7 separate regions of the Mus musculus genome follow, and all the other regions are linked to region 6. Evidence: chromatin contacts called from public HiChIP or PLAC-seq, Micro-C and promoter capture Hi-C data. All regions are on one chromosome and are shown on one strand. The core of a region is the stretch at or near the end of the contact, and the rest is flanking DNA. Distances in the headings are between cores, read along the strand shown. Region 1 holds the start of Raver1 (ribonucleoprotein, PTB-binding 1). Region 2 overlaps Pde4a (phosphodiesterase 4A, cAMP specific). Region 3 holds the start of Rgl3 (ral guanine nucleotide dissociation stimulator-like 3). Region 4 holds the start of Ccdc159 (coiled-coil domain containing 159). Region 5 holds the start of Pde4a (phosphodiesterase 4A, cAMP specific). Region 6 holds the start of Carm1 (coactivator-associated arginine methyltransferase 1). Region 7 holds the start of Swsap1 (SWIM type zinc finger 7 associated protein 1).

The links. A called contact is a pair of places that touch in the nucleus more often than the background predicts. HiChIP or PLAC-seq counts read pairs in DNA pulled down with a chosen protein or histone mark. Capture Hi-C pulls out chosen DNA fragments and counts their contacts.
Region 1: a contact with region 6 is called in a promoter capture Hi-C map of adipose tissue. The contact joins the promoter of Raver1 here to the promoter of Carm1 in region 6. A contact is called at or near these places in 4 of 39 promoter capture datasets (cranial neural crest, liver and pre-B cells), 2 of 484 Hi-C or Micro-C datasets (CD8 T cells and natural killer cells), 3 of 115 datasets of contacts at active chromatin or transcription factors (astrocytes, embryonic stem cells and thymic regulatory T cells) and 1 of 9 other capture datasets (adipose tissue).
Region 2: a contact with region 6 is called in an H3K27ac HiChIP or PLAC-seq map of embryonic stem cells, with 2.8 times the contacts expected there. The contact joins the enhancer-like site here to the promoter of Carm1 in region 6. A contact is called at or near these places in 4 of 39 promoter capture datasets (the C10 cell line, cranial neural crest, liver and 1 more), 1 of 484 Hi-C or Micro-C datasets (embryonic stem cells), 7 of 115 datasets of contacts at active chromatin or transcription factors (the SCID.adh cell line, astrocytes, embryonic stem cells and 1 more) and 1 of 9 other capture datasets (liver).
Region 3: a contact with region 6 is called in an H3K27ac HiChIP or PLAC-seq map of large pre-B cells, with 2.7 times the contacts expected there. The contact joins the promoter of Rgl3 here to the promoter of Carm1 in region 6. A contact is called at or near these places in 2 of 115 datasets of contacts at active chromatin or transcription factors (embryonic stem cells and large pre-B cells).
Region 4: an H3K4me3 HiChIP or PLAC-seq map of embryonic stem cells shows a contact between it and region 6, with 7 times the contacts expected there. The contact joins the promoter of Ccdc159 here to the promoter of Carm1 in region 6. A contact is called at or near these places in 6 of 39 promoter capture datasets (the SN4741 cell line, embryonic stem cells, erythroid cells and 3 more), 3 of 484 Hi-C or Micro-C datasets (LSK cells and embryonic stem cells), 6 of 115 datasets of contacts at active chromatin or transcription factors (the NIH/3T3 cell line, embryonic stem cells, epiblast stem cells and 2 more) and 2 of 9 other capture datasets (adipose tissue and pancreatic islet).
Region 5: a Micro-C map of embryonic stem cells shows a contact between it and region 6, with 5 times the contacts expected there. The contact joins the promoter of Pde4a here to the promoter of Carm1 in region 6. A contact is called at or near these places in 8 of 39 promoter capture datasets (the C10 cell line, cranial neural crest, embryonic stem cells and 4 more), 1 of 15 datasets of contacts at CTCF or cohesin (large pre-B cells), 4 of 484 Hi-C or Micro-C datasets (B cells, CD8 T cells and embryonic stem cells), 8 of 115 datasets of contacts at active chromatin or transcription factors (the SCID.adh cell line, embryonic stem cells, epiblast stem cells and 4 more) and 2 of 9 other capture datasets (liver and pancreatic islet).
Region 7: a contact with region 6 is called in an H3K4me3 HiChIP or PLAC-seq map of embryonic stem cells, with 10 times the contacts expected there. The contact joins the promoter of Swsap1 here to the promoter of Carm1 in region 6. A contact is called at or near these places in 3 of 39 promoter capture datasets (liver and neural stem cells), 1 of 484 Hi-C or Micro-C datasets (CD8 T cells), 2 of 115 datasets of contacts at active chromatin or transcription factors (embryonic stem cells and large pre-B cells) and 1 of 9 other capture datasets (macrophages).

Annotation. Positions count from the first base shown.
Region 1 is chr9:21,089,644-21,093,368 of GRCm38.p6, reverse strand. It overlaps Raver1 (ribonucleoprotein, PTB-binding 1), which reads left to right and starts at 1,370. Exons shown (of 13, transcript NM_027911.4): 1 at 1,370-1,610; 2 at 3,053-3,119. The coding sequence starts at 1,392. Gm38431 (predicted gene, 38431) reads left to right here and starts at 1,361. Exons shown (of 17, transcript NR_038081.2): 1 at 1,361-1,610; 2 at 3,053-3,119.
Region 2 is chr9:21,203,081-21,207,005 of GRCm38.p6, reverse strand. Pde4a (phosphodiesterase 4A, cAMP specific) reads right to left here. Exons shown (of 15, transcript NM_183408.3): 9 at 3,710-3,808; 10 at 3,454-3,618; 11 at 2,583-2,682; 12 at 1,882-2,036; 13 at 1,593-1,715; 14 at 679-861. Among named protein-coding and RNA genes, the nearest start is that of Keap1, 34 kb to the left of the region's middle. Within about 2 kb of position 2,330, at least 73 of the 459 cell types and tissues checked have an H3K27ac peak or open chromatin away from gene starts, as enhancers often do. A contact at or near this core is called in embryonic stem cells, where this site is marked.
Region 3 is chr9:21,987,910-21,992,008 of GRCm38.p6, reverse strand. It overlaps Rgl3 (ral guanine nucleotide dissociation stimulator-like 3), which reads left to right and starts at 2,556. Exons shown (of 19, transcript NM_023622.4): 1 at 2,556-2,644; 2 at 3,050-3,160; 3 at 3,734-3,963. The coding sequence starts at 2,612. It overlaps Ccdc151 (coiled-coil domain containing 151), which reads left to right. Exons shown (of 13, transcript NM_029939.3): 9 at 1-161; 10 at 245-401; 11 at 1,052-1,207; 12 at 1,528-1,612; 13 at 1,765-2,138. The coding sequence ends at 1,883. Gm36414 (a long non-coding RNA gene) reads right to left here and starts at 2,513. Exons shown (of 2, transcript XR_379185.4): 1 at 2,370-2,513; 2 at 1,301-1,423.
Region 4 is chr9:21,925,650-21,929,877 of GRCm38.p6, reverse strand. It overlaps Ccdc159 (coiled-coil domain containing 159), which reads right to left and starts at 2,407. Exons shown (of 13, transcript NM_025977.3): 1 at 2,150-2,407; 2 at 652-785; 3 at 344-570. The coding sequence starts at 2,160. It overlaps Tmem205 (transmembrane protein 205), which reads left to right and starts at 2,343. Exons shown (of 4, transcript NM_178577.5): 1 at 2,343-2,586; 2 at 3,521-3,629; 3 at 3,724-3,887. The coding sequence starts at 3,530.
Region 5 is chr9:21,163,086-21,167,216 of GRCm38.p6, reverse strand. Pde4a (phosphodiesterase 4A, cAMP specific) reads right to left here and starts at 1,503. Exons shown (of 15, transcript NM_183408.3): 1 at 985-1,503. The coding sequence starts at 1,289. Gm36118 (a long non-coding RNA gene) reads left to right here and starts at 1,549. Exons shown (of 3, transcript XR_870565.1): 1 at 1,549-2,288.
Region 6 is chr9:21,544,472-21,548,288 of GRCm38.p6, reverse strand. Carm1 (coactivator-associated arginine methyltransferase 1) reads right to left here and starts at 1,395. Exons shown (of 16, transcript NM_021531.6): 1 at 1,059-1,395. The coding sequence starts at 1,281. AB124611 (cDNA sequence AB124611) reads right to left here. Exons shown (of 7, transcript NM_001198794.1): 7 at 2,958-3,612. The coding sequence ends at 3,496.
Region 7 is chr9:21,953,274-21,957,587 of GRCm38.p6, reverse strand. It overlaps Swsap1 (SWIM type zinc finger 7 associated protein 1), which reads right to left and starts at 1,835. Exons shown (of 2, transcript NM_025870.1): 1 at 1,584-1,835; 2 at 1-911. The coding sequence starts at 1,826. The coding sequence ends at 318. It overlaps Gm45914 (predicted gene, 45914), which reads left to right and starts at 1,582. Exons shown (of 1, transcript NR_132099.1): 1 at 1,582-2,304.

The DNA.
Region 1 (3,725 bases), core at 121-2,620, 450 kb after region 6:
ATCAAGTTCCAGATCAATAAAACCTTCAAGGGCTGGAGAGATGGCTCAGTGGTTAAGAGCACTGACTGCTCTTCCAGAGGTCCTGAGTTCAATTCCCAGCAACCACATGGTGGCTCCCAACCATCTGTAATGAGATCCGATGCCGTCTTCTGGTGTGTCTGAAGAGAGTGACACACATTAAATGTACTCACATTAAAAAATATAAAAATAAATCTTTAAAATAAAACTTTCAGCATGATAGTGCACACCTTTAATCCCAGCTCTCTGGAGGCAGAGGCAGGTGGATCTCTGTGAGTTCAAGGCCAGCCTAGTCTACAGAGTAAGTTATTCCAGGACAGCCACAGAGAAACCCTGTCATGAAAGACAAACACACACACACATTAGCACTTGCCCATAGACTCCTGAAAGTAGTTTTCTGGTGCTAGAGAGATCCATGTCTGTCATTATAAACTGCTGATCTTTTCTTCCTTGTGTCTTTTGCCAGTTCCTTCCCCAGCTCCTGTTTAACTTTTTGCTTCCTGTGCTGTCTATCTCTACTACCCCTACCAAGTCTGCTGGAAATGAAACTCAGGGGTTGCCATGCTTAGCAGTTAGTCCTTTTTTTCTTTGTTTTTTGAAACCCTGACTTACTATGTAGACCAGGCTGCTTAGGCCTTCAGAGTGCTGAAAATAATGCCAGCATTTGTCGTTGTTATTTGGTTGTTTGTTTTTCTTTTTTGAATCAGGTTTATCTCAAACTTGAGTTGTATAGTAGGGAATGACTTTGAACTTCAAGTCCTGCAGCTTCCATTTTGGTTTTTCGAGACAGGATGTCTCTGTGTAGCCCTGGCTGTCCTGGAACTCACTCTGTAGACCAGGCTGGCCTCGAACTCAGAAATCCACCTACTTCTGCCTCCCAAGTGCTGGGATTTAAGGCGTGCGCCATCACTGCCTGGCAGCTTCCATTTCTAAAGTGCTGGAATTGCATGCGTACATCAGTACACCTAATTTTTGTCTGTCGTTTCATTTTCTCTTTTGAGACAGGATCCTCATGAATTTGATTTCCGTTGTAACTGTGGATGACATCATAAGATCTGCCTTCCCCTCTAAAGGGCTTAGATTACAGGTGTGTGCACCTGACCAACTCTTAAGGCGGTGTTAGGGATTCACGCCTGCCTATTCTCAATCCTGCCTTGTAAGGCGGCTCCATGTTGCAGCTCCGCCCTTTTATTCAATGGCCCAGAGTCAGGGGAAGGGGGCAACGCTCGCGGGGCTGGTTCTAGCCAATACGCTGAAAGGGGCCGGGAGAGAGGCGGGGCTTCCACCAACCAATCACTACACGCGACCTCCTTGCCGCTCTATGTCGCTCCGCCCTGAGCTCGCTGGTCCCAGAAGGCGCCGGGTTTCCCAAGATGGCGGCCGACGTGTCCGTTACTCACCGGCCGCCGCTGAGCCCAGAGGCGGAGGCCGAAGCGGAAACTCCCGAGACCGTCGATCGCCGGGCGCCCGAACAAGAGTTGCCGCCGCTCGATCCGGAAGAGATCCGGAAACGCCTGGAACACACTGAGCGCCAGTTCCGTAACCGCCGCAAGATACTGATCCGAGGCCTCCCGGGGGACGTGACCAACCAGGTATGGGGGGTGGGGGTGAGAGCGTGGCGGGAAACACCACGGTGCGCGTGCGCGCGCACGCGGGCGGGGGGGTGGAAACCGGGCGGTACCAACGCTGCTGTGAGTGGGGGCTCTCCCCAGTGTCATATCCTCTCCCAGGGTCGTGAAACATTAAGAACGAAGTGGAAAGGGCATGGTTAGGAAAAAGAAAAAAAAGAAAACACTTTAAAGTGCTGGTCGACGTTGCTAGGGGCGACCATCGGACTTGGGAGAGGCCAAGTGGTTGAAGGTTGCAGGTAGTTGGAAGGGGCAGGCAGCTGTGGCCCTGCTGAAATATGTACGGGAGACTGTGAATAGATTGATTGAAATAGATTCCAACTGACCCATGCATATTCAGAGGGTTGTTTCCCTCCTCTGCCTTCGGGTGACAGGAGCTCAAATCTGGAAGTTTCAGAATTAAGAGCATGGCTTTTCTTATCAAGCATAATCGACACCTTTTAGAGGTAGACCCGGAAGTTGGAGCTGCATCCCTCAATGCCTACTAGAATTGATTTGGGAAAATGAAGTCTCCTTTCGACATGAACATGCCGCGGTGGGGGGCGGGGGTTGTATTCTGTGGCACTTCCCTGTGGCTAATCTTGTCTGCCGGGACTGCCCTTCTATTGGGAACCCATGTAGAGCAGGGTGTGCAATGCTCTTTGGACCCAAGAAAGTGGTATCTCTGTTGCCCTGCCCGGTGGTGGTGGGATAGGCCCTTTCTGATTGCTGCTAAATTGTCTGCTCACTGGCTCACCCTAGTACCCCCTGCTCTATAGGCACATGGCTAGTGAAGCTGCAGAGGTGTTGGGGAACACAATAAAGGACCAGACAAGGAATAGACACTTGTGTGCATGGTGTCCTGCATATCTGGAACTGCCAGCCCTATCTCCTTGGGCTCATACACAGGTCATTTGGTGCAAGGAAGCCAGGCAACTTGCCCTGGAAGCCAGCATTCAAAACAGCAGCCCTGTCAACATGAGGGAGTTTGGGTGGCCCCTGCACCCACACAGTGTAGGGTCAGATAAGTGAGTGGGGTCCCTGGTCAGGTAGCATGCCCCCTGTTGTCATGACAGCCCTGGCCAGGTACCCCTGGGTAGCATGCCCCCTGTTGTCATGATAGTTTGTGTGTTTCACTTCTTACAGCCTCAGCTGTTTTCCTCTTGGAGAAAATGGCTTCATAATTAGCTGTGGACCGGTTTCAACCTTGCACAGGGGAATCAGACAAGTTGGGCAGCCTCCTTGAAGGTGTGCAGTTTGAGTTGTTGGTGTTCCTAGCATGTAATCTGCAGTCTTGCCCTGCACAAGATAGATTGTAGAAGATAGCTGTATGGACAAACAGCTATTCATTTATCTGCTTGAATGGAGGGTCCACCTGTAGGCGGCCTTGCCCAGTGACTCCCCGGCTTCTGCTTGTGTCTCTGCAGGAAGTACATGACCTCCTGAGCGACTACGAACTCAAGTACTGTTTCGTGGACAAATACAAAGGGACAGGTTTGTGGGTCATGGATGGACAGGGCAATTATGACATGACAGTCCCCAGTGGTAACAGGACCTGGCTCAGCATCTGTTCTGAATTGTGGGTCCTGTGTTGTGTCAGAGGAAGCAGATCCTTGTTCTGTCTGTCCGTGTCTTAATTTTTTTGAGGCGGGGACTCACATGAAGCTGAGGTTGGCCTTGAACTCCTAGAGATCCACTTACCTGCTTTTGCTTCTTGAGTACTGTGATTAAAGGCAGGCACCACCCACCCTTGTCAGTTCCTTTATCTATTGTGTGTGTGTGTGTGTGTGTGTGTGTGTGTGTGTGTGTGTGTTAGCATAGGCAGCTAGTGTGGAAGTTAGAGGACAATGTTCTAAAGTCAGTTTCCCCTTGCTGAGGCAGGATCTCTCGTGGTTCTGTCTTGCTGTATATTCTGGGCAGTTCTATCTTAGACTATGAGGAGGGCTGTGATGACGGGTGCATAGGAGAGCATGCATATACTCATGAGAGTCTGGGGCTGGAACTCGGGCTTAGGTATGGCAGCAGACTCCATTTTCCAGCCTTCTTCTTTCCTTTCTTTGAGGCATGGATTTAGGCTGTAGCCCAGATTGTTCTGGGGTT
Region 2 (3,925 bases), core at 1,081-3,580, 340 kb after region 6:
GGACAGAGGCTTGAAGTTTATCAGGATGAATGCTTGCCCCAGTTTGGACAAAAGCAGGAGATGTGTAGCCATAAGGGTTTTGCCTTTATAAGCCTCTGACTAATGTAATTTGGTGCCACAGTCTGAGAATCCCAGGTATGGACCCGGCCAGTCTTAAATAAAGCTTGCTTCAAATTTGGCTCAAAAATTGTGGCCTTATTTTTGCCCAGTAAGATTAACAATACAACTTATTAAAAAGATAAAGGGGAACTGGGGCTGTAGTTCAGTTAGCAGAGCGTGCTTGCCTAGCATGCAGGAGGCTTTGGGCTTTACTCCCAGCACTGTATAAACCTGTGTGGTGGGGCAGCCCGGGATCCAGTGCTAGAGAGGTAGGGCAGTAAGATCAGAGATTCAAATTTATCCTTGGCTATAGTGAGTTCAAGGTCCAGATGTAAAACAGAAAACTAAAACCACCCCCCTCCCAACACACAAAACATTGTTTTTAAAATGCCTGGTTTGCAGCAGACTGATGCCATGATAGGTGGACTAGCCAGAGATCTGTGAACATAACTTTGCAAAATGGGAGTGACCTGCCTCCGATGAGCCCACTACCAAAGAGTCAGACACTGATTTTGTCGTCCTGGAGAGGTGGGCCAAGCTACTCCTGTAAGCTGTCCCGAGGCCCTGTACCCGCCGTACCTGAGACTTCTCCACAGAGGCTGTGTGCTTGTCACACATGGGGCTAATCTCCATTCCGCGTTCCCGTTCTCGGTCACCCTGCTGGAAGAACTCAGCCATGATGCGATCAGTCCATTGTCGGTACAGCTCCAGGGGCTTGGTGGGATTGCTGAGGTCTGCACAGTGCACCATGTTCCTGAGGACCTGGTGAATACAGGGAGGGGCCTTCAGAGGCCAGGCAGAATCCCAGTCTGTGGGCCTCTGGCTGTCTTCTCTCTCTGTCTCCCTGTCTTTTTTATGAGACAGGGTCCCCTGTAGCTTAGGTTGGCCTTGAACTTGCTATGTAGCTGCGGATGACCTCAAACTCTGATCCTGCCCCCATCTTCTAAGTGCTGGGGACACAGGGATGCAACAGCACACTCAGATTTAGTTTCTAGTGGCTTTATTTGACTTTTTAAAAGGGGTTTCCAAATAGAGTCCCAGCTGGTTTTGGACTTGTGGCCATCCTCCAGTCTCTACTTTTGGAATGCTGGGATTAAGGGTGCTCACTAGGCCTAAGGTTTTCTTAACTCCATGTGCTTGTATGCCTGAATGTGTATGTGTGTGTGTGTGTGTGTATGTGCGCGCGCGCTAATGCACAAATGCATGTGTGTGTATGCGTGTCTGTGTATGTGTGTGCTGGGCAGGTGAATTGGAGTGAAGGAGAAAGCTGAGGCAAGAAGTGTGAGGGAAATGGAGAGAGGTGAGAGACAGCTGGGGCAAGATGGGTGTGTGGTGAGAGAAGCTGAGTGGGGTACGTCAGGGGAGAGGGTTGGAGAGAGACGGAAGAGGTTGAGAAAGAGACATATGGGAATTGACAGAGGAAGGAGGGGCATGTGTTGGAAAGGGAAGATGGGAGAGGCAATCACGAACGAGGAAGAGGGCATCTGGGGCACCTGGATACGGTCAGAGTAGTTGTCCAGCAAGAGAACTCCAGAGCTGGTCACTTTCTTCGTCTCTACCATAGTCTTCAGGTCAGCCAGAAGGGTCATGTGCTTGGACATGTCTGTGGCCAGCACCTAAAAGCAAGATATGTCAAGTCAGGGAAGAAAGCTTGCCCACCCTCCCCCTGACATCCACTCTGTTACCTACCCTGGCCCTAGATTTATTTTCCTTTGCCAAACTGCAGGGTTCTTAAGGCCCGCCCCGCCACCAAGCCCCACCCACAGCGCTGGCCCCGCCCACCATGTCGATGACCATCTTGCGCAGGCTCTGCCGCTGGCGCTTGCTGAGGTTCTGGAAGATGTCGCAGTTCTCTTCTTGCAGCAGCTTGAATCCCACAGCCAGGTGGTGGTTCTCAAGCACAGACTCATCGTTGTACATCAATGCCAGCTCCGAATCTGCAGAGTACCACGTGGTACCACCTGGGTACCAAGCCCCGCCCCGTGCGCGCCCAGTCTCCAGTTGGCTTCATTTTCAGACTGACTAGTCCCAGCCCCCTCCTCTGCCACATCGGTGCTTCACCAAATAAACCAAGCATCAGGCGCCTAGACTGTTCCTGCTCCAATCCTCCTCTGGCCGTCCTCACCCTTAGCCTAGCGGGCCCATCCCATCCTCACAAGCCCCGCCCCCACCTGGCTGGCTCCACCCCTAGCTCAGTTGGTTTAATTTCACGCCCCATAAACCAGGTTCACAGGCAGGTTGTTTCCCATCAATATATTAAGCCCCAAAGCTAGCCTTGCCAGCTCCTCCCCTAGCCCAGGTGGTCTAATCTCTACAACACAGGCTCCACCTTCATCCTGACCAGCCCCGGTTCCAGCTAGACCACCTCCATACTTTCATCCCAACGTGAGGGGCTATTCCCACCTCCATTCAACCAGATGTTGCTTCTAGGCCAAATGGCCACGCCCTGAGCCTAACTGTCTCCGCCCTGAAAAGCCACTCACTGGTGTTGATTAGGAACTGGTTGGAGACGCCAGGGTGGTCCACGTCATGGATGGCAGCAGCGAAGAGAGCAGCAAGAATCTCCAGGTCTGTGAACACGGCCTGGGGGCAGGGAGAAGAAGTGAGAGAGAGGCAGAGTCTGACACAGAGGGGACACACAAAAGGGACAGCCCAGACAGAGATGAGGAAGATGGGACTCCAGAAAGAAGAGGAAGAGAAAGATAGATGTAGTGTCTGGGCAGATGATCGCTGAACCAGTAAAGTGCTGGCTACGCAAGCATGACGACCTGAGCTTCAAACCCACACCCCACATTAAAAAGCCAGGCCTGTGGGCTGATCTTGCAATTTCAGCTTTGAGAGAGGGCTGCGTCCCTGGGGCCCCTGGCCAATCTCCCCTACTCAGTGGTTGACCCTGTTTCAAAAATGAAGGTGTTAATCTCAGCATTCAGGAGGCAGAGGCAGGCGGATCTCTATGAGAGCTGTACACCAGCCTGGTCTGGGGATGTGTGGCAACAAGTGACATCCTGACTTGGAACAAGGTAAAGGGACGGTAAGACACAAAGGAGTGTTCTCCGACCTCCACACATGCCCCGTGTGCCCCCTTACACACACACACACACACACACACAGGCCAGTAAAACAAAACAGACACTAGCAAGACTGCTCACTGGGTAAAAGAACTTGCTACTCAGGTAAACATGACTGAGTCTGGTTCCTGGATTTACATAGTAAAAAGGCAGAAAACTCCGTTCCAAAAGTTGTTCTCTGACCTCCACACATAGGCAACAGCACCCCCCAAAAACAAGAGAAGATAGGATTAGAGAAATGGGCTAGAGGAGATGAAGGGACAGACAGGAGGAGGCGGGCACTCACATCCAGTGCAGGCGTGGCCAGCAGCACATGTGTGGACTGTAGCACATCGGCTGCGTGCAGGCTGTTGTGGTAGGCCACGTCAGCGTGGTAGTGGTCCTCCAGCGTCAGCATGTATGTCATCATGGTGTCCACGGGGATGTGGAATTTCTTCAGTAAGTCCCGCTCCTGGGAGCCAGAGCAGAGCAGTGACTCCTGCTGACCCCCAATGCCCCGTCCCAGCCCCTTGGATCCCAGCCAGCTCCCTGTTCGACATCACCTGGAATATCGTATACATGATACAGCTGAGTGAACGGCCTCCAGCGTACTCCGACACACAAAAGATGTTCAGGCCCCATTTGCTCAAGTTCTCCAGTTCCTGGCAGTGACAGGGTAAGAAGTCAGGAGCTTGCATGGTTCAGGGACAGGAAAGCTACTTCCTAGGACTCTGAGCCTCATTACTGTTCACAAATTGCATAAAGTTCAAATGCATGGA
Region 3 (4,099 bases), core at 1,307-3,806, 440 kb before region 6:
GCGGTAGTGCGCAGGTTCCTGGCCCAGGATGAGACCTTCACACAGTTGGAGAATCTCAAGAAGGACAATGAACTGGCGTTGGCGAAGTTGAAGGAGGAGAAGCAGCGGCTCCAGAGGGAGCTGGAGAACCTCAAGTACTCGGGGGATGCTACGCTGGTGAGGTGAGGCTTCGGTGGCTGAGGGGAGGCTACGGGGACGCTGGAGTCAGCCATTGGCAGCTGCTGAACCTCCTGGCTCCCGGCAGCCAGCGGAGGCTCCACGAAGAGATGCAAAAGACATTCAAGAAGGAGGAGCAGCGTCACAATGATGTCCACGAGAGACTGGAGCACACCTCGCGAATCCTCCAGTTGGTCAAAGATTGCTTGGAGCATTTGGCCAACAAACTGAGTCACGTAAAACTGGTAGGCCCCGCCCTTTTAAATAACCCCCATTGATGCTCCGCCCCGGGGAGGCCCCACCCCAAGGAGCTCCACCCCAATGGACACTGTCCCTGGGAGGCCCCACTGCAGAACCTCTTCCACATTGAAAGCCCTAATCCATGCCTGGCAGCCCTGCCCATGTCCTCCCAGAGCGTCAGCGCAGTTGGCATAAAGATGCCACACAAGCCATAGGCTCCCAGCCCTGTCTCCTGCCCAGAATGCAAAGTTCCACACCATGCATCGCTGTCTTGGTCCTACATTCCGGGGGAAGTCCTCTTTTGCTCAGTCTCAAACTCTGACTCTAATGGGCAACCATCAGCCCAACTCAGGTGTCCCATGTCTATGGGGCGGTGCGGCCCTGGGTGAAGAAGGTCCCACTTTGTCCACAAGAGCTCCATTTCTTCAGAAAACCACCCTCACACTGGCCTAGGTCGTGTCATTAATCTCAAAGAGACCTCCATGTAGCTCAGATTCAAAGATTCCACCCTCAAGGCTAGGTTTTCATTTTAGAGGCCCTGCCCAGTAGTGGTAGACACGCACCTCAAAGCTATGAAAGCCCACTTGTTGGGTGAATCGTGTCCCCACCTAGGTGCACGGTATCTCTCAGCTAACTTGGCCCGTCCCCACCACAGGATGATACGGTATTGGCAGGAAAGAAGTTAGACCGGGACTCAGAGGACTACGCTTACAATCTGCTGGTAGTTGTCCAGGAAAAGCTGCTGAAACTGCAGGACCAACTGGAGAGCCAGGACGTGCCTGAGTTGCTGCGACACATAGCAGACCGAGAGGTTCACACACATCCTCCGCGGCCAGTGGGGACCAAGGCAGGGGGTGGGGGTGGGGGTGGGGGAGGGAGGGTCGAAAATCAGAGAGCAGACTGACATAGGAAACAGGTGCTGAATGGGCGTGAGCTTCATAACCAGAGTAGCGAAGCCTGGACTGGGTGGATCTCAGGTGGCAGGGCCTCCGAAACCAGGCAGCGAAGGGTGGGCAGTGATCTCCACCTAGAATCCGGTAGAAACTCAATGTAAGGTGCACGGAGGTGGAACAGAGCCTCACTGCCATCCCACATCTCTCTCCGGCCTCCCCCTACCCCCCCCCCCCGCAGTTCCTGGCCACGCTAGAAGGAAAGCTGCCCCTATACAACACCCGCATCCTTCTGCCCGTCGCCAGTGTCAAGGACAAGTTCTTTGGTCAGTGTGGGCCAAAGGGGGATGAATGGGAGGGGCGCGAGGTGGCCTTAAGTCAAGGCCAAGGAGGAGGTGCATGGTGTGGCGAAGGCTGGGAAGGGAAAAAGAAACGGTCCCTCACCCTCCCCATCACCCACCCCTGCCTCTCTCTGTAGATGAAGAGGAGAGTGAGGATGATGACCGTGATGTGGTGACCCGCGCTGCCTTCAAGCTCCGTTCCCAGAAGTTAATCGAAGCCCGCAGCAAGAAGCGCAATAGGTTGCGCAGATCTTAGACTCGCAGTCAAGTCCTATCGGATGCCTCCGGGACTCTAGGGAGCCCTCCGACCCTCTGGGTCCACCTACGGGTGGTGTGTGTCTGGGAGCCCCGGAGGCTCCTTCAAGGGCTTGGAGGAAGCTCAAGCAGGGAGCACCGCAGGCCAGCAGCGCCCGGAGGAGAGAAAAGGCCGAGCCAGAAGTTCCCACAGTAAATCTCTCGAGGCGGGTTGGTGCCCGCCTCGGAATCGCGCAATAAAGGTCACTGAACAACCCCCTGGGTATTCACCTCTTTTTGACCCTGCACCGCCCCCAAAAGGCTGCCCCCACAAAATGCAGGGCCACAGACACTTCGCGGCTTCTAGCCTGAGATGGCATGGCTTCCATCACCTATGGTACAGATTCAGTGTGCCCTCCTTCTCCTCCAGACATAGGAGACACCCTCGACACCTGGGATTGATCAACCCCAACCTAGTATAAAGCACTTCCCTCCCAGGGACACAGACCTGTTGTCGTGTCCCCTGCACCCATATGTCTGAGTGACAGATTGACCCGCACTTCTGGGAAGGAACGGGACTTCTAGGCTAGCCTGGGTGCGGGGATGGGGTCCGGCTGGGGACCTCTGGAATTGTGGGACCGCCTTGCCCAGCCCCGCCCCACGACTGGACGCTCGGCTGCCCCGCCCCACTGCCCGCTGGCCCTTCCGCTTCACTCAGCGGCGCCAGGGAGCAGGACGGGCACCGGGGCCATGGAGAGGACAGCGGGCAAAGAGCTGGCCCTGGTAAGAGGAAGCTGGGGATCCTCGGACCCCACGTCCCTAGTGTACCCCCAGATTCAGAAACTCCAGGCGACCGCCCCTCGTTTTCTAATCTTTCTGCAAAATGGATGTGCCTTGGAGTCCCCATTTGGGGATTCAGAGTTCCTGACCCCGTGAAGCGGCTAGTTTGGGGGATGGGGACGGGGGTCTGAGGAATCTCAGGAGGAGGTGACAGATTCTTTGTGACATTGGACTCTGGGATATCCCCAAATGATACTCCATCCACTCAAGACCTGGGAGAAGGGTATCCGTGGCGAAGACCTGGGATCCCACCCCGAGTCTTGAATACTCTGTTCGGGAAAGTGGGCCAAACATAAAGGCAGGGGGCTGAAGCCGGAGGGACTTCCCTGAGCCCGCCTCCACATCCAGGCGCCGCTGCAGGACTGGGGCGAGGAGACCGAGGATGGCGCCGTGTACAGCGTCTCCCTGCGGCGGCAGCGCAGCCAGCGCTCGACCCCAGAGAGGTCTGGAGAAGGCCAGGTGAGGAAGGGACTGAGGCGAGCAAGTGAGGGCGGACTCAGCTCAGGGGCCTGGGAGTTGGGAGGAGAGGGGGAAGCTGGAGAGCTGAGGGTGAGCCTCCCTAGAACTACGGGGCCAGGAGGAAGGGCGGAGCTAAGAGGCGACCAGGTGTGTGGAAAGGGCCTGGGGGCGGCCAGGTGACTTGGTTTGAATCCAGGAAACGGGGTGGGGCCAGGTGATAGCGCTCCCCCCAAAGGCGAAACTGACCGGCAGGGTGCAGGAAAGCAGAACGGAGGAGCGGCCAGGTGGTGATGGGTGGGACTCAGGCTTGGCCAGTGAAGCTTGGCTGCAAAACTGCCTGAAGCCTGGGGTGGCGGGGTGAGGAGGGCACAGAGGGAAGTGCTAGAGTAGTGGGGTGTCCTGCGGGGTTGATGTGAGCATTGCATGATTGGTGTATATTTAGGGAGTCTCGGAGTTTCAGAAAAGGACACAGTCACACCCCCCCAAAAAAAGTGCCAGAGATGGGTATAATTGGAAACAAGGTGCTTGGAACGCTCCTCACCTTATTTCATTCACTGCCCCACTCCCCCGCAGACCCCCATCCCGGCTACCGACACCTTCCTTCATTACCGAACCAGCAAGGTGCGGGCGCTGAGGGCCGCCCGACTGGAGCGGCTGGTGCATGAGTTGGTGTCCGGAGACCGCGAGCAGGATCCTGGCTTCGTGCCTGCCTTCCTGGCCACCCACCGGGCCTTTGTACCCACAGCCCGCGTTTTGGGTTTTCTGCTACCCCCGCCACCGCCGCCGCCACCACCTCCTGCTGGGTCAGTCATTTTCAGGAGACCCGCATGTCCCCATCCCCAGAACCCCATCTACCTGCGCACACACACATACACCTCAAATTTAGAACCGAGGTCCTAACGCCCTATAGCTCTGTTCCCATCTGATAGAGGCTTTCTT
Region 4 (4,228 bases), core at 1,158-3,657, 380 kb before region 6:
AGACAGAAAACAACCCACAAAGACATAATGTCTCCATCCTAGAATCCTAGCATTCAGAAGATGCAAGCATAAGAAACAGGAACTCAAATCCAGCTTTGGCTACAGAGCAAATTCAGAGTCAGCTTGGGCTACAATAGCCACTGTGACAAACAAGCAAAGGCACACAAGTAGGATCCCTCCGGGTACTCTGCCCCTCCCTGCCTCCCTTCAGCAGTGCTGTTCTAGGTTCTGAAACAGAGTACAGACCCTGCCCTGCACCCCTTCCCTACGCGCCATAGTAGTGCACAGCAAGTTCACTCTTAGGTTAATGGGGATACCCTAAGTGGGGATAACCTTGGCTAACCTTGGCTACACAGTGGTTCCTCTTCACAAGGTCCTGGTCATGATAATGGTCCTTGTTCACGTCTGAGCTGGAACAGGGTGTACCCTCATGAGGCTGTGGTTCTGAGTCCCACTCCTTCTCCCAGGCCCCAGACTTCCCTGCTTGTTCAGAAGCAGTGTTCACGATCTCAGGCTCCAAAACCCTGGACCAGTGGGTCATACAGTCCAAAGCCTTGTCTGAGGAGGGCCCTAGGGGGACAAAGGTTTCCTTCAGGGACAAGTGAAAGCCACTTGTAATTGTCAGCCCCTCCCAGGCCTCCAAATGTCTACCAGGCTCTCCAGGAGGTGGTGAGTACTGGCTCCTCTCCTTAGCAGCCCAAGATGTGATGGCGAGTAACGGAGGTGTGCAGAGATGAGAAACACAGTCGTCAGAGTCCCGGGATAGGCCAGCCAAAAGAGAGTCACTGCAAAGGGGGCATGGGAGGAGCTCTGAGCCCACTAACTCCCCATCCTTTTGGTTTTAGCTATGTATTGTTTTGAAACAGTCTCATGTAGCCCAGGCTAGCCTCCAACTCATTATGTAACCAAGAATGATCTTGAACAGCTGATTCTCCATCTTCTACCTCCCCGGTGGCTAGGACGACAGGCGTGTGTCACTGCATCCCGTTTACACAGTGCTGGGGTGGAACCCAGCTGCACGCTAGGCAGGTGCTTTGCCAACTAAGAACCAGCCCCAGACACCTGATCTCTTTAGTGTTTCCCCAAAGAGACTCCTCAGAGATGTTCCAGCCAGAATCTCCTCAGTATTGGCAGAAGTGAAAGTCAGAGGAGAGGTAAACCCAAACGGATGCCCAGTGACCAGCTTAAAGGTGGGAAGAGAAAACCAACTGCGTAAAGTTGTCCTCTGCCGTGCGTGCCATGACACACGCACTCGTAAGACATGTCTCATGCACAACAAGGATAACAAGGCTTTATATTTAAAAAGGGGACAGAAAGTAGTCACATGCCTTTAATCCCAGCACTCAGGAGGCAAAGGCAGGCAAATCTCTCTGAGTTCGAGGCCAGCCTGGTCCACTTAGTGAGTCTCAGTCAAGTCAGGGCAAGAGACCCTGTCACAAAAACCTTAAAAAAAAAAATGGCTTGAGAGTTGGTTTAGCTGCTTTTCCTGAGTACCCAGGTTCAATTCCCAGCACCCATAGGGTGACTCACAACCGTCTGTGTCTCCAGTCCCAGAGGATTTGATGCCCTCTTCTGACCTCTACAGGCACTAGATTCGAAAGCAGTGCCCAGACATATATACAAGCAAATCGTTAATACACATAAAAATTTTTTTAAATCTGAAACAAACAAAACACATAAAGGACAGGATGTGGTAGTTCAGCCCTTTTAATCCCAGAACTCAGGGGGTCCCTGAGTTCCAAGCCAGCCTAGTCTACAAAGCTAGTTCCAGGCCAGCCATGGCTACACAGTGAGAATCTATCTGGGAGGGGAAAAAATTATATATACTATATTGGGCTGCCCTGATTACACAGATTTAGTCCAATGCTTGTAAATGAAATTTGTTCTAGAATGTCACCTGAGGACCACAGATACCCTCGAAGATTAGAGCGGGAAAGGAAAGACACATTTCTGAGCGTCACCACCAGAAGGTCCCCAACCTTGCCTGCCCTCCCCACAACCCCAATTGAATCTTCAGCTGTCCCCTTCTCCAGAAAAATTTTCGAGCTTGGAAGCTTAACCATTGCTATTAGTCCTAACCCCTTGTTCTGTCAATCTAACACCCTTCCAGTCTCCCCATTCTCTTCCATTCCCACCTACTACAGCATACCACCCGTTCATGCTCTCCCATCAGGGACCACGAAGCCAGTCCCCAGCTGTGACGCTGAAGTTTTGATCCCCTGAGGACACCATCGTTGGAAAACGAGGGGAGGCCAAAGGTGGAGTCACAGAGAAGGGCGTGGTCCTCCCATAAGCCACGCCCGTTCACTCCGCTCAGGCGCGGAGCTCATTGGCGCCTGCGCATCTTCGGTGAGACTGGATGAAGTCCGGAGAGGCGAGATGGCCAGTTGATTCCCGCAAGCCAACTGGGCAATCCCTAAGTGGGAGAGTCCAGAGGAGTGAGAGCTGTGATCTCATTGGCTCTGGCTGGGAGGTGGGGCGAGGCCTGCGGGGCGGAAGAAAACCTGGGAAATCTCAGGCAAGCCGGAGCTGCACTGGAGCTGCCACGGTTCTTGGTCCCTACGCCTGAGCTCGTGTGCTCCAACGGTGGGGTCAGATGGGGCTCCGGGGGTGTTTTGGGATGTTCTTAGAATATCTCGGGTTCCGGATGAGGGCTCTTAGATGTCTGCAGAGCTAGGGTAATCCCTGAAAACCTAAGTATGTGAACTTGAGCTGCTGGGATTCAAGCTTTTGGGGTGCAGTGGACATTGTGGTTTAGAGAGAGTCTTTTGTTCTAGAATTTTGGTTTTGAGACAAGGTCTCATGTATCTCTGGTTGGCTTCCAACTCCTGCCCCTCCTGTTTCTACTTTTGTGCTGGAATGACAGACTAGAACCAGAACCTGTTTTATGCAGAACTGGAGACGGAACGCGAGGCTTCCTGCACGTGAGGCAAACGCTCTGCCCGCTGAGCCATTTGCTCAGCTGGACCTGAGATGTTTGCTTGCTTCCTTATTTTGAGAGAGTCTCACAGTATGTCAGGCAGTCCTCAAACTCAGTGATTTTCCTGCATCACCCTCTGATATGTTGGGGTTACAACTGTGAATCACCAGGCCAGTTTCTACGTCTTTAAAGGCTTTTTGGAATTGAGGAATCTTTTTCTAACTTTGAGCTAGAAAAGTGGCAACTCCCCTGTCTCCGTCTTCCAAGTGTTGGGGATTTACAGGTACAAGCCTTCATGTTGGGTGATATTATTTACTTATTATTATTACTATTATTTTGCAAGTATGGAGGATAGCATGTAAGGCCAGCACCAACAAAGTCCCTGACCGCAAAGCCACGATTCCAGCCCCAAGCCTGAGCCCAGATCGACTGGTTGGGCTTGAGATTGTCTAGGGTCTACTTTGGGTCTTCCAACTGCCATTTCCAGGCTGTTTTCTCTCATCTTTGCACCAGTGTGAGGCTGGCCCTATGCACTCTCTGCCAAGGCCTCAAAGCTCGGGGGTCGAAGGTTAAGCTGAGTCACCACTGTTTCCTTCCCAGGGCTGCAGAATGGAAAAAGGAGAGGACCCGGGAAGTCTGATTAAAGTCATCCACTTGCTGGTCTTGTCTGGTGCCTGGGGCATGCAGGTGTGGGTGACCTTTATCTCAGGTAGGGACCCTCCAACCTGTTATTTAGAGTGAGGACTGAGTAGGAGGGGGACCCGGAAGCAACCTAACGGTGTTTGTGGCCCTCCACCTCCCAGGCTTCCTGCTTTTTCGGAGCCTCCCGCGGCACACATTTGGACTGGTGCAGAGCAAGGTCTTCCCAGTCTATTTTCACGTCTCCTTGGGCTGTGCCTTCATCAACCTCTGCATCTTGGCACCACAGCGAGCCTGGATTCACCTCACACTGTGGGAAGTCAGTCAGGTATGAGGATTTGAGAGTCCTCAAGACTCCAGTGAACACTTAAGGAGATTTGTGTTATTTCAGTGTGTGTGTGTGTGTGTACATTCATGTGCACATGTGTACAATCTTATATAGAAAGACCAGGGGTTGGGGTGGGAGATTAAAAAAAAAAAAGAAAGAAAGACCAGGGATTGATGATAGGTGTCTCCCTCTAACATTCTCATATATAGATATAGATATACACACACACACTTTTAAGACAGGCTTTCTCCGTGTTACCTTGGCTATCCTAGAATTTACTCCCCAGCCCTTTATCTGATGCAGTTTTCACAGTGCTGGGATACCTAGAGCCTTGCACATGC
Region 5 (4,131 bases), core at 254-2,753, 380 kb after region 6:
GAGTCTGTGGAACATATCCTGCCAGCAAGGAGGTGTCCCCTGGAACATGGAAACTGTCGATCTGCTGTCCTTGAAGCAAACAGTCACTATGCCACATTAACCATGGTCCCACAAGGACACAGTTACTCTGTCACCACCACAGACACTATGGCAGAGCCAGCCATCACTGTCATCATGTCACAACTGCACTCTGTGGAGTACAGATACAGCCATGCTGTTACAGCTCTGTGACAGACACCAACATAGTCACCCTGGGACAGTTACAGAAGCCCAGAAGCACAATGCCACTGTCACAATCACTGTCTTCATAGCAGAGTTAGGCAGAGCCCCAAGTACAGGCAGCCCCAGCCTGTCACACACAACTGAAGACCCCTCCCTGAGGCTACCATGGCAGGAATCCCAGCTACTCTACACACCTTCATCTGTCACTTCAGAAAGGTGGGAATTCTTCTTTGATGGGACCTCACATGCCCTTGGCACAGGTCCATGGGGCACCTTGGGGTGCCATGAAGCCCTAACTGCCTGGCTAGGGCTTGTTCCAAGTCATAATACAGCCTGGACTAACACCAGCTACTGTAGGGCTGCCCTGATCCAATTCTCCACCCACTAGCGTCTAGTGTGCTACCCCATGGGAAGTATCCAGCGTGGTTCTTCAGTCACCCCTTATCGAATGTTCCCTAGGACACCCCACAATTAGTCCAGCCTCAGTCAGTCTCTCCAAGAGGTACTCCCATTCCAGCAGCTGCTCTGTACCATTACTGGCTAAGCTTGTAGAGAGCCCTAAAACAGCATGGATCCCCCCGACCCTCAACTTTACCCTGGGTATCCCATAAGTTAAAGGGCTTCTGGTGCAGTGGCGCCCCCTCTCTCCACCCACGCGGGTCACGCTGGCCCCCCCATCCGCCCCACAGCGCCCCCTTTGGCCAGCATTGCGCGTGGCGCCCCTCGAGCGCTTGTGCGCTCCGCTCGCCGGGGGAGTCTCACCGCCTACTGCTGCCTCCGCCGGTACCGGTGCCGTGGAAGGACGAGGGCCAGGACATGCGGGTAGTCCGCAGGCCTGGCCGGTCGCCAGTGTCCACGGCGTCGGCGCGCTCTATGGGCCGGTGCGGCGAGCGCTCTGGCTCTGAGCGCTCGGCACTGTCCGAGTAGCCGCGCTGCTGGATGCGGATCGGGGTCCTCGGCTGCCGCCACAGGTGCTGGGGGGGCGGCTTCAGGGTGGCCTGGCCCTCTCGGGGCCCGGGAAGAGAGAGAGACAGGCTCCTCTCCGAGGGGGCGGCCGGAGGCTCCATGGCTCCCGCTCTGTCTTGTGGGGTGCCCGGGGGCAAAAACGTCCCCTGGCCTGTCCGAGCTCAGTGGCGCCACGGCCGAGGTGCTTGGGGACCCACGGGAGCTCCTGGCCTCAGTGGGGCCATGGCGCCCAAGGACGGAGAACGCGGACGGCGGCGGCGCCGGTGTCCTCCTGGCGCTTGGAGCCCGCTGCGCTCTCGGAACCCGGCGCCAGCCGCGACTCCCCGCCCCGGCCCGCCCCTCCCTGCCCCCCCACCCGCCCGCCCGCCTGGCGACTGTCACAGCGCCACCCCCTCCTCCTCCAAGGAGAGGAGGGTGGCGGTCCTCCACACCCACGCACAACCCATTCCCGCCGGGGAGGGGGCGCCAACGCGCGCCAATCTCCAAGAGCCCTTTGGAGCAGCAAACAACGCACAGGGACCGAAGAGTTAAAGGGTTAATGGCATCGGGACGAAGACATCCGACTGGTTGGCGGGGTGTCACTCAGCCGCATCCATCAAGGCTAGGGCGGAGTCAGGGGCTGTCGTATCCTCGTTTTTAGAACCCCTGTCACCCTTTATCCCAGGTCCCCTTTTGCGGGAGTGGTCCTCGTGCCACCAGGACGCGGTGTCTGCAAGCTAACAGTATTGCACGCAGGACCAATGACAGCGTGTGGCTCCTCCACCGCCTGGCGGGATGTGAGCGCACGTGGCCCCTTCCGAGGGTTGTCTATGTTTTCGATGACGCCTGGAAGTGTGTGCGCGCACGTGGTGACTGCTCCCGCTGCTGCTGTCGGGGGGGTGTAAGAAGGCGCGCGCACGTGTACGACCCGTCGGGAGGGCGGAGCGTCCCGTGGGGTCTGTTCCGGTGGCCCAGGACTGTGCACACCTTCCCACGCACTCCGGCGCTGTATTGTCATTATAATGGGAGGATGCTGGTGCGAGTTGTGCACGTGATTCTTCCTCAGTTGTCTGTGACTGAGGACGCATGTTGGTGTATGGTCGGCCTGGAGGCATCTGGAGGTATGGGAGTGTGTCCCTTTGGGTCCCCCTGTGACTAATATATAGGTATCGCTACCTCTTATCTTTCAGAATTTTTAAATTACATTATTTGTGTGTGTGTGTGTGTGTGTGTGTGTGTGTGTGTGTGTGTATGGGAACTCGAGTCTCCCACTTCATCATCCAAATGCTACATATCTCAACTACTGCAGCAAGATTTGGTCCAGCTGTGCACCCTCAGTCCTTGCGAATACCCATTAGATGCCGAGGATAGGAGAGGACAGAGGACATTCTGCAGAAGTCAGTTCTCTCCTAACGATTCCCTAGTGGGCCTTGGGAATCGAATTCAAATAGGCAAGCTTGGAGGCAAACGCCCTTACCCACTGAGAATCCCGCTGGCCCAATCGCCGCCCCCTCTTCTTTTAATTTTTAAAGACTTTAAGCTGTTCTTCGAAAGGTAAACTGAGGCAGGTGGGAGGGGTAGCTGGGATAGGAGAGCATTGGAGGGTGAAACCCACCCCTGACGTTTTCAGGCGAGTAAACAATCGGAGCCTTTTCCCCGCGTCCCCCGCCCTCAGAACCCCCCTTCCGGCACCTAAATCCGGAGTTGCCGTGACTCACGCTCCCGCCTCCCTCAGCGCCGTGCCGAGCGAACGAGCAAAGAGCGAGTGGGAATCCGAGCGAGTCGCCATCCCTCCTCCCGGCTCTGGCTGAGCCCCGATGGCTGCTGGGCTGGGGGGTGGAGTGCTGTGTGCCCTCCCGTTTCTCACTTCCCTCCCAGGCTAGATCGCTGCTCAGGTGCTGCAATGTCCCTTGGCCCAAGCCCTCGCCCCCTACATCACCTCTCCTGGTCGTCTAGGGGGACAAGCCTTGTATTCTTGCCCCCACCCCCGTTCTTATTAACACACAGGCAATTGAACCTTTCCCAATTTCCAACTTCCTCAACCGCTTTTCTCTAGCAGGAGGGGACTCCTAGCGTGGGTGAAGGAGCGCGGCATAAGAACTGGCCCCCCACCAACAGCCCCAGGTGTTCCCCAAAGCCAGAACTGTATCTGTTCCCCTACTTTTCTCAGGAACCTTCCCCCAAGCATTTGCAAGTGTCACGTTGCCCAGCTGTTACCTTGTAACCATGGGCCACAGCTCTGGACGAGGGTCATAGGGCGGTGACCTGGAGGTGTGGACTGGGCAAGGGCTAGGCTACAGGTATTTGAAGGCTCAAGGACTGAGGTGAATCAAGCTGGACTTGAACTAAATAGAGGCTGGAGTGTGGGAGGGGGGACTTTACTCTCATCTGGAAATAAGTATCATGGCTTGGGCTGGTGAGATGGCTCAGTGGGTTAGAGCACCCGACTGCTCTTCCGAAGGTCCAGAGTTCAAATCCCAGCAACCACATGGTGGCTCACAACCATCCATAACAAGATCTGACCCCCTCTTCTGGAGTGTCTGAAGACAGCTACAATGTACTTACATATAACAAATAAATAAATAAATCTTTAAAAAAATATATCATGGCTTAAGCAGAGACCCTAGAACCCTCCAAAGGAGTGGGTGGGGTTGGGGATAGGAGAGATTGTCATTACAAAGATGGGACCTGGGAAGTGAGCCTGGGCAGGGGTGGGCTGGTAGTCAGAGCCAGCTCAGCTCTTTGGCTCTCTAACTGAGAGCTTGCCAAGATGTGGGGGCAGGGCTAGGATGCCCTGGGAGGATTCAGATGAGGAATAGCTAGAAAGCACAAGTAGTGGGCTGGTGCGATGGCTCAGCCGGTAAAGGTGCTTGCTGCCATGCCTGACCACTTGAGGCAGATCCTCAGACCCCACATGGTAGAAAGAAAACTGAATCTTAAAATTTGTCCTTTGACCAAAACACA
Region 6 (3,817 bases), core at 146-2,645:
ACTTGGGAACCAGACACTTCTTTCTCCTGTGTGTTTCAAAGTCAAGGCAAAGAGAGGAGAATCAGTCTGAACAGACTGCTACACACATTTCCCTTTCCAACAACACCCCATTACCAAGGAGTAGAAAAAAATTCCCACAGGTTAAAATCGATCCCATCTTCCTTGGTGGCCCCTTAAGAGCATCAGTGAACGAAATCCTGGGAGACAAAGACCAGTGAAACACAAGAGCAAATCCATCTGAGGAATCCGTCAGAAGAAAGAGTAGCAAGAGCAAGGAAGAATGAAAGGTGGAACTACAAAGCTGGGGGGGGGGGTGCACTTCGAAAACACACTAGTGATCCCCCCCCTTGTTTTCCCCACTGAAATGTCAGTTTTTGAAGCAGCTTCTGATAATGTCACCAGCTTCTCACGTTCTTAAAAAAGACAGGAGGCGCGTGGCGAGGGAGGTGGCTTGTTACCTCTTGACTTCTAAAGCCGGCCATCAGCCAGCCGGCCTTCCCCTCTTCCACGTTTCCATGGGGGATGGGCTTGGGAATCTCTATCAGGAAGGGCTCTGTCCTAAGTCCCAAAGTTTACCCACCCTGGTGGGTGTGTGGGTGGGGGATCCCGAATCCCAAGTCCTCCACAAGGGCGGCACCCAGTCTTCCCGGTGTTACACACTGAAAACCACTTTTCAAATGTCCGTGTGTGAGGAGGATGTCCCCTGAGATGAGATCCACAAACCACACCCGCTCAAGAGCCCTCCCAATCACTCCCTCTCTCCAGTCCCCTCTACAATCCCCCCAGAATCCTCGGGGCCCCACTTCCTGCCACGCGCCCCCCTACCCCACCCGCTGCAAATCTCAGGCCCGCGACTCTTATTTCCCGCGCCCCTCTTCGGGCTCCAAGGTCCCCACGCACACCCTCTCTGCTATCTCGCCCGCGGGCAGCAGGAGCCGCGTGTACAAGCTCGGCCCGAGTCCCCCCCCCCCCCCAACCCTCCGCCGCCTGCCCCCTCCCCGGGCGCCCGCGCCGCCGGCCTCGTGCGCCGCCGTCCCCAGGGTGTCCCCAGCACTCACGGCTGTAGAGGGCGATGCCCGCCGCGTCTGGTCCGGCGCGCACCTCAAGGCGCAGCGCCTGCTGCTCCGCGTGCCGCTGGATCTCGCCGTTCGCGTCGCCGATAGTGAGGAGGCGGGCGCCCGGGAACACAGACACTGTAGCGCAGGGCCCCGCGCCGCCCGGGCCCGCCACCCCAGCGCTCCCCGCACCCGGCCCCACCGCCGTCGCTGCCGCCGCTGCCATCTTAGGTCCGGCTCCAGGCCCCGCTGCCACCACGGCCACCGCCACCGCCGCACCCGGGCCCAGGCCGCCGCCGCCGCCGCCGCCGCCGCTGCCGCCGCCGCGCAGGCCGAGGCCGAGGCCGAGGCTGGCAGCGCGCCGCCTGCCGGCCACGCGACGCCTCGCCGCCGCCGCCGCCGCCACGGGCCGGCTCGGTGGCGCAGCGCCCCCTCCTGGCGCCTGAGGGAGCCGGGCGAGCGCAAGCACGACGGGGGTGGGGCCGGCCCCACCCCGCGGGAACGGTCGCTGCTTTGTGAGGTGGCTGAGCCTCCCGGGCAGGCCGGGTGAAGGCGCCTACGTTGGGAGGCGGTGCCCCGCAGTATGACACGCCCCCAGGGATGCTAAGCCCCGCCCCGAGGCAGCGTTGTGCGAACCGAGGCGCTTTGTGCCACCGCGCACAGCTCTGGAGAGATGGGCAGGGCATGCGTCGGGAGGCGGTGCTTAGCCTTCCCGGCACGCCCCCGGAATGATCAGGCGGCCCCACCCCCCGCTCCGGGCCGGCGACCGGTGATCCACGGTGATCCACAGCCCTTTGTACCACAGGGCGTTTCAGGAGGCAATGCTTGGCCGCTCGGACACGCCTCTGGGGCCAGACCCACCCACAGGCCGGCAGCGAGCGAACCACCATGCTTTGTGCCACTGTGAGCATAGCTCAAGAAAAGTGGAGAGGCGTGAGTCGGAGAACTAAGAAGAAACGCCTCCTCCAGGGCTGAGCTCCGCCCCTAGGCTGGCGTGCTGCGTACTCCCCCAGTACTCTTGGGGGTGAGGCGTTTGTCAGAAGGAGGCGCTCAGCTACTTTATACACCCGGAGGAGGGCTGGCTCCGCCCCCAGGAGGGACGGTTACTAGCAGAATGCAGACGGTGCTCTGCATCTTTTTGTCAAGGGACGGTGTTCTGATCCACGAAACCCTCCCTCGGAGAGTTCGGGCCCCTCCGGGCCAGTGTCCTGCAAACAACCTCTCCTGAGCTTGAGGAAAGACAAGAACCGTTTCCAAACCCAGGTGATTCGGCCACGCCCCCAAGTTAAGGTTCCGCCCTGTACGTTCCCAGGTAAGCTCCGCCTTGATCCCGTCCCACTGGTAAGAAAAGGCCCTGTGATAGGTGTGCTCTGGTTTGCAGGCTCGCACCCAGCTGGGGCCCCTTCCCATGCTGCTCTGGGATAAAGGCTTTTCAAGCCGCGCTCCAGAGCTTGGCCTTCACAAAGAACTTCAAGGCAGTAACTTTAATTCTTTAGCTTCTCCACTAGGACCTCTCCTTTTCACTAGTTAACTCTCAGGTCCCCCAGTGAACTCACAGTGGCCAGTCACTTGTTCACTTTTGCTGGGCCTCTTAGAACTCTAATTTACGTACCCCCTCCTGGGCCTCCGCAAGACTCACAAAAGACTCAACCCTTTCCCAAGTCATCCCTCCCATCTAATGGTGCAAGCACACAATCTCAGGCAGCCAGGACCCACAAAGTGAAGAGTAAAAACGCACTCTGCTGGGCAGTGGTGGCACACACCTTTAATCCCGATGCTCAGGAGGCAGAGGCTGGCAGTCCTTGAGTTCCAGGCCAGCCTGGTCTACAGAGTGAGTTCTAGGACAGCCAGGACTACACTGAAAAACCCTATCTCAAAACAAACAGAAAACATCCCAAAGTTAGGTGTTATGGCAGTAACTTTAATTCTAGCGATCTGGAGGCAGAGGCAGGTGGATCTATGAGTTTGAGGCTGGCTTGCTCTACACAGTGAGTTCCAGAAAAGCCAGGGCTACACAGTGAGACCCTATCTAGAAACAACAACAGCAACAAAAAATATACACATCTCTCCTAAAAATAAAACACGCAGTCTGGAAGTAAGTGACCGTTGGGGAAGCACTGGAAAGGAGTTAGAGAATGTAGACCTCTTGTGCCTGACTGGGTGTCCGGATTCAATAGTGACTTCTCCGGTGATCTGGGAATCTGTGAAGAGGTTCTGGCTCTCTGTCTAGCCTGAGGCTGATACCCCAACTCATTTTCTTGTCTTCTGTGAGGAAGGTTACAACTCTAGGAGTCCCCTTCCTTTGGCCAGTGCTTCCCTAAGAAAGCTATGGCTTGATTCCCACCCCCACCCTACCTCCACTGCCAAGTCTCTGGACAGATGTGCAGCCTCTGGCAGTGGGAGGGAAGGAACTGGATAAAGTGGTCCTCATTCGTCAGCCTCACTGGCAGGCCCGGAAAGTGCTGAACTCAGGGGGCTCCGGAGAGGATGATGCAGAGGTGGGCCTCTTCCGAGGCCCTGAGTCTAGGGTTGCCACTGAGTCTTCCTGAGTCATTTTCTTTGCCCATGGAAGAAAAGAAAAGAAATTTAAAAAACAAAAACAAAACAAAAAACCCTAAGTGGTTTTTGGTGTAAGGATCTGGGAGTTCCTCCTGTTCGAAGCTGTTGGGTACCTTCCTACCTCTTCCTACCACCTCGCCAGATTTCAGATTCCGACCTTCAGTGGCTCAAATCCCACTTCCCTAACTTCCTAGCAGTCTGAC
Region 7 (4,314 bases), core at 586-3,085, 410 kb before region 6:
GCCTGCCTGGATAAAAAATGCAGCAGATAAAAAGACCTGCACTAGGAAACATGGCTGAATCTCATTGACAACGGTGAGTGGGCAAAGGAAGGCTCTGCTGGCCTTACTTATCTTAAAGGTCTCATTACTAATTTATCATTAGTGTGGAGGGCTGTGTGTTTCCACCCAAATGTGGAGGTCAGAAGACAACTTGCAGGAGTCAGTTCTTTCTACCACGAGGGTCCCGGGAATCAGTCAAATTACCGTGCCTGTTGCCAAGGGATCTTGCCAGCCCTGATGACAATAATGCTAGTTTATAAACAGAAAATCTACATTTTTCAGGTCTTTGAATCTGCACCTGTCTCTGAAGTAAGTATCCCATCCAAGGGAGACCCAGGACCAGGGAGGTTGTCACATCCCAAAGTTAAGGACTGGCTTCCAGCACTTGAATCTTTCTTCTCTGGGCTGAGCTTAGAAGCCTGGGCAAGCCATGGGGTGACCTTCATCTCTCCACAGGGTAAGAAACTCACTGACCACTCTGTCCTAGGGCTCAGTTTGCCCAACTCTAGGCTGGCTCGAAGGCAGCAATGCTGTCCCAAGCCTAGGGCATCTGGCTGCAACCAGCACTGTGCAGGAAAATATCGCTTAAGTAATGGCAGATGTGGGGCATCGGCCTCTGCTTCTTTCTGGGTTTCAAGGGCCACAACAAGCCCACAACTGCCATTGGCTCCAAGACGGTGGCTAAAGAAGGCAGCAGTATCCAGAAGCAATGCAGCCAAGTAGGCGGCTTCCTGGGCACTGGGATCCTCTGCGAGATATTCTTCCAGGCCGTCCAGGAGTAGAAGGGATGGGGTCGGTGCTGGGGCCTCATGGGCAGAGGCCAGCAGCTGGAGAAGCTCTTGAATTGAGGATGGGTACTGGAAACGAACCTTCTAGAAGATAGGAAAAGGCTAGACTTAATATAGGAGGTCAAAACTCCCTATTATGGCTACCTCACTTCTATACTTTCCGGTCTAGGCTCTCATGGTCCATATATAAAGTTCCAGGATGAAGCACCAGCTCAAATACTTCACCCTTGTCACCTGCCCTTCTCCAGCAGTTGTCACTGCTCAAGATTATTTAAGGAAAAAACATTTTTTTTCTTTAATACAGGGCCTCATGTGACCCAGGATGATCGCAAACGCGTTTTGTAGCCAAGGATGGCCTGACACTTCTGAGAACTGAATCCCAGGCATATATTATCAAGTCTGGTTAAAGGGATAGAAAGAACCCAGGGCTTCGCGCATGTTAGGTAAATTCTCTGTTCAGTTAATCCCAGTCCGTATTTTTTTGTTGTTGTTTTTGGTGGTTTGTTTTGGTTTGTCACCCATGCTCACCAATGCCGCCCGACCACAGGACGGTCTTTCACTTCATCTTAACTAAACCCGCACTGTCCCGTCCCACGACCCTACTCCGCCTCTTCCACCCACCACTTCCACAGACGCTTTATGACGATTTAGTTGTGAATCTACGATTCACGCTGCCATTTGCCTATCGAACTGTCACTCAGGCGCGAACTAGCCCGCCATTGGGTAACGCATTGCCAGGTCCAGCCCTCCGTTTACCTGGAGCCGCCAATGCTCTCGCGCTGTGGGTGTACTGAGCGGCAGGCTCTGAAGGGGCCTTCGCGTCACGAAGAGGACGGACCCGCGGCCTTCCCCTGCCGCCTCAAGGGCGGCTGCAAACAGCAGCGACGTCTGCGCAGAGCGCGGAGCGCCGAGCAACAGCAATGGCGGCCCGGCAGCGCCATCCTCTCCTGGCCTTGCCGCGCAGCCGGCATTCAGCACCCGCCTCAGCGCCTCCGCCATTTGCTGAGTGCCGCTGACCAATCAAAAGCGATATCTCATCTTGGGCCCGCCCACACAGAGGCCTCATTGGCTATAGTTCACAGACTAAGTTCGTCGCTGGAGCTGTCAGCCAATGATCAAAACACGGAGCGTGGAGGAAGTGGGTACTTTGAGGGAATTGCTGCAAGAAGCCGTGTGATCGATTAAAAGGAAAGGAAGGTCGAGGGTCCAAACGTGCTCCAAAGAGACGCCCAGGCTCTAGGTCGGAGCTGTAGAGAATGGCTCAGTCGTTACGAGCACTGGCTGCTCCTCCAAAAGACCCGGGTTCAGTTCCCACCATCTACTAGGTGATTCACAGCCATGCACAAGTACAGTGTGAGGGAATCCGACGCCCTCTTCTGGACTCCGCGGACACGTGGCACCCATATATTTATGGCCCCGCGCTTATACACACACTCATGTAAAAATAAATCTAAACATTAAAAAAAGTAGAAGCCGGTCGGTGGTGTCGCGCACCTTTAATTCCAGTACTTGAGTGGCAGAGGCAGGTGAATCTCTTAAGATCAAGGCCAGTCTAGAGAAACCGTCTCAAAAAAAAAAAAAAAAAAAAGTAGGTTCCCTTAGATATATATTGAGGTTTGCAACCAGCCTGAGTTACATGAGCACCTATCTTTAAAAATAATAATAATGATGATGATAACCAGACTTTTAGCTTGCCCACCTGCAAAATGAATATTGTGATTCCATGTGATCATTGTAATGCGTTGGTGTGAACAATTGCTGATGTCACCGAAGCAAAGTTCACAGAGACCTGTTTGCTTGTCTCTGCATAGTTGAATATGGGGAATTTTATTTTTTGGTAGGGTCCCAGACATTTTAGCCTGTGCCACTATGATAAGTTAATACAAGGCTGGGGGTGAAATTCGGGGTTTTGTCCATGCTGAGCAGGCACTCTGCCCTCCATGGGGGGAGGGGTGATTACATTTATTTAGTTGGTGTGAGTGTGTATATACTCCCATTGACACAGAGTGCATGCACTCTGAGGACAACTTCTGGGATGGGATGCAGTTCTTTCTACCCCACCATGTGTGTCCCCTGGATGACAGATTTTTAAAAAAAGATTTATTTATTTATTTTATGTATATGAGTGCTCTGTCTTCATGTACACCTACATGACAGAAGAGATCATCAGATTCCATTGTAGATGGTTGTGAGCCACCATGTGGTTGCTGGGAATTGAACTCAGGACCTCTGGAAGAGCAGTCAGTGTTTTTTAACCGCTGAGCCATCTCGCCAGCCCCTGGATGACAGATCTTCAGGGCTGGTGGCAAGAGTCCTCTAAGCCATCTCACTGGCCCCGATTTCTGGGATTTTTTAAAAATCTTTTTTTGTGTGGGCGTGTGCAGGATTACCTGTGCCACCTAGCGTGTGGAGGTCAGTCCTTACCTTCTAGCTCATTTGCACAGTGTGTCTTGTTCACTGCTGTGTATGTCAGACTGGATGACCGTCACAGCCCCACCACGAGACCGATCCTGTGTCCAGTGTTTAAATGGGTCGACTCTCAGGCTCGTGCCTGTACATCCTGCACTGTACATACTGAGACCTCTCCCAGGTTCCCTGTATGAGGGCCCTTTAAGAGGCCTGTCATCTAACTTTCTTTTTGGCCTGGGACCTTCTTAATGCCTGCTTGTATTAAGAGGAGAGAGAAAATTGTGTGTGTGTAGAAAGAGAGAGAGAGAGAGAGAGAGAGAGAGAGAGAGAGAGAGAGAGAGAAGAGAGAATGAGGGCTTCATTCACAAGAGTCTATGACCACACTGGAAAAGTGCAATTCTTGTCAAGTCACTGAATGAAAGAGGAAGAACTGAGGGAACCAAGGTGAGTGGTGGGTGATCCTGATTTCTCAGCCAGTCTCTTCACCCAAACTTGGCTCGTGAGCTGTCACTCAAGCCTGTTTCCCTGGAAACCTTGTCTCCTAGTAACTTCAAAGTGGTACGGTTGCCTGGAGACCCAGGAACAGGGCGGAACTGTGATTTCCTGAGCTTACTCTTTCCCTCTGGGGACAGAAAACAGCTTCACAACATCCCCCAGTACACCCACACACACAGCTGGGCACCCTCACCCTGAGCACACACACACACACACCCTGCACACACACATGCACACCCCAGAACACACATACCATGCACATACACACACCCTGCATGCACACACATGCACACACATGCTATGGCATTCAGAGTTCTATTGCCCCCACACACATAAACAGCTGAACCCTGACACAAAGCATTCCATACAATATTCCCACTTTATACTCCACACCCTGACCCTTGCGCGCGCGCACGCGCACACACACACACACACACACACACACTAGGACACAGGTTGAGAAGACTATGTGGTGGGGATTCTTCAGACATCCTGAGCACAGTTATACTGTTGTAGGAAGTCTGATGCTTCAGCCTCCAGCCCCCACCCAGACACAGCCTGACACTGCAAAGCTTTAAGTGCA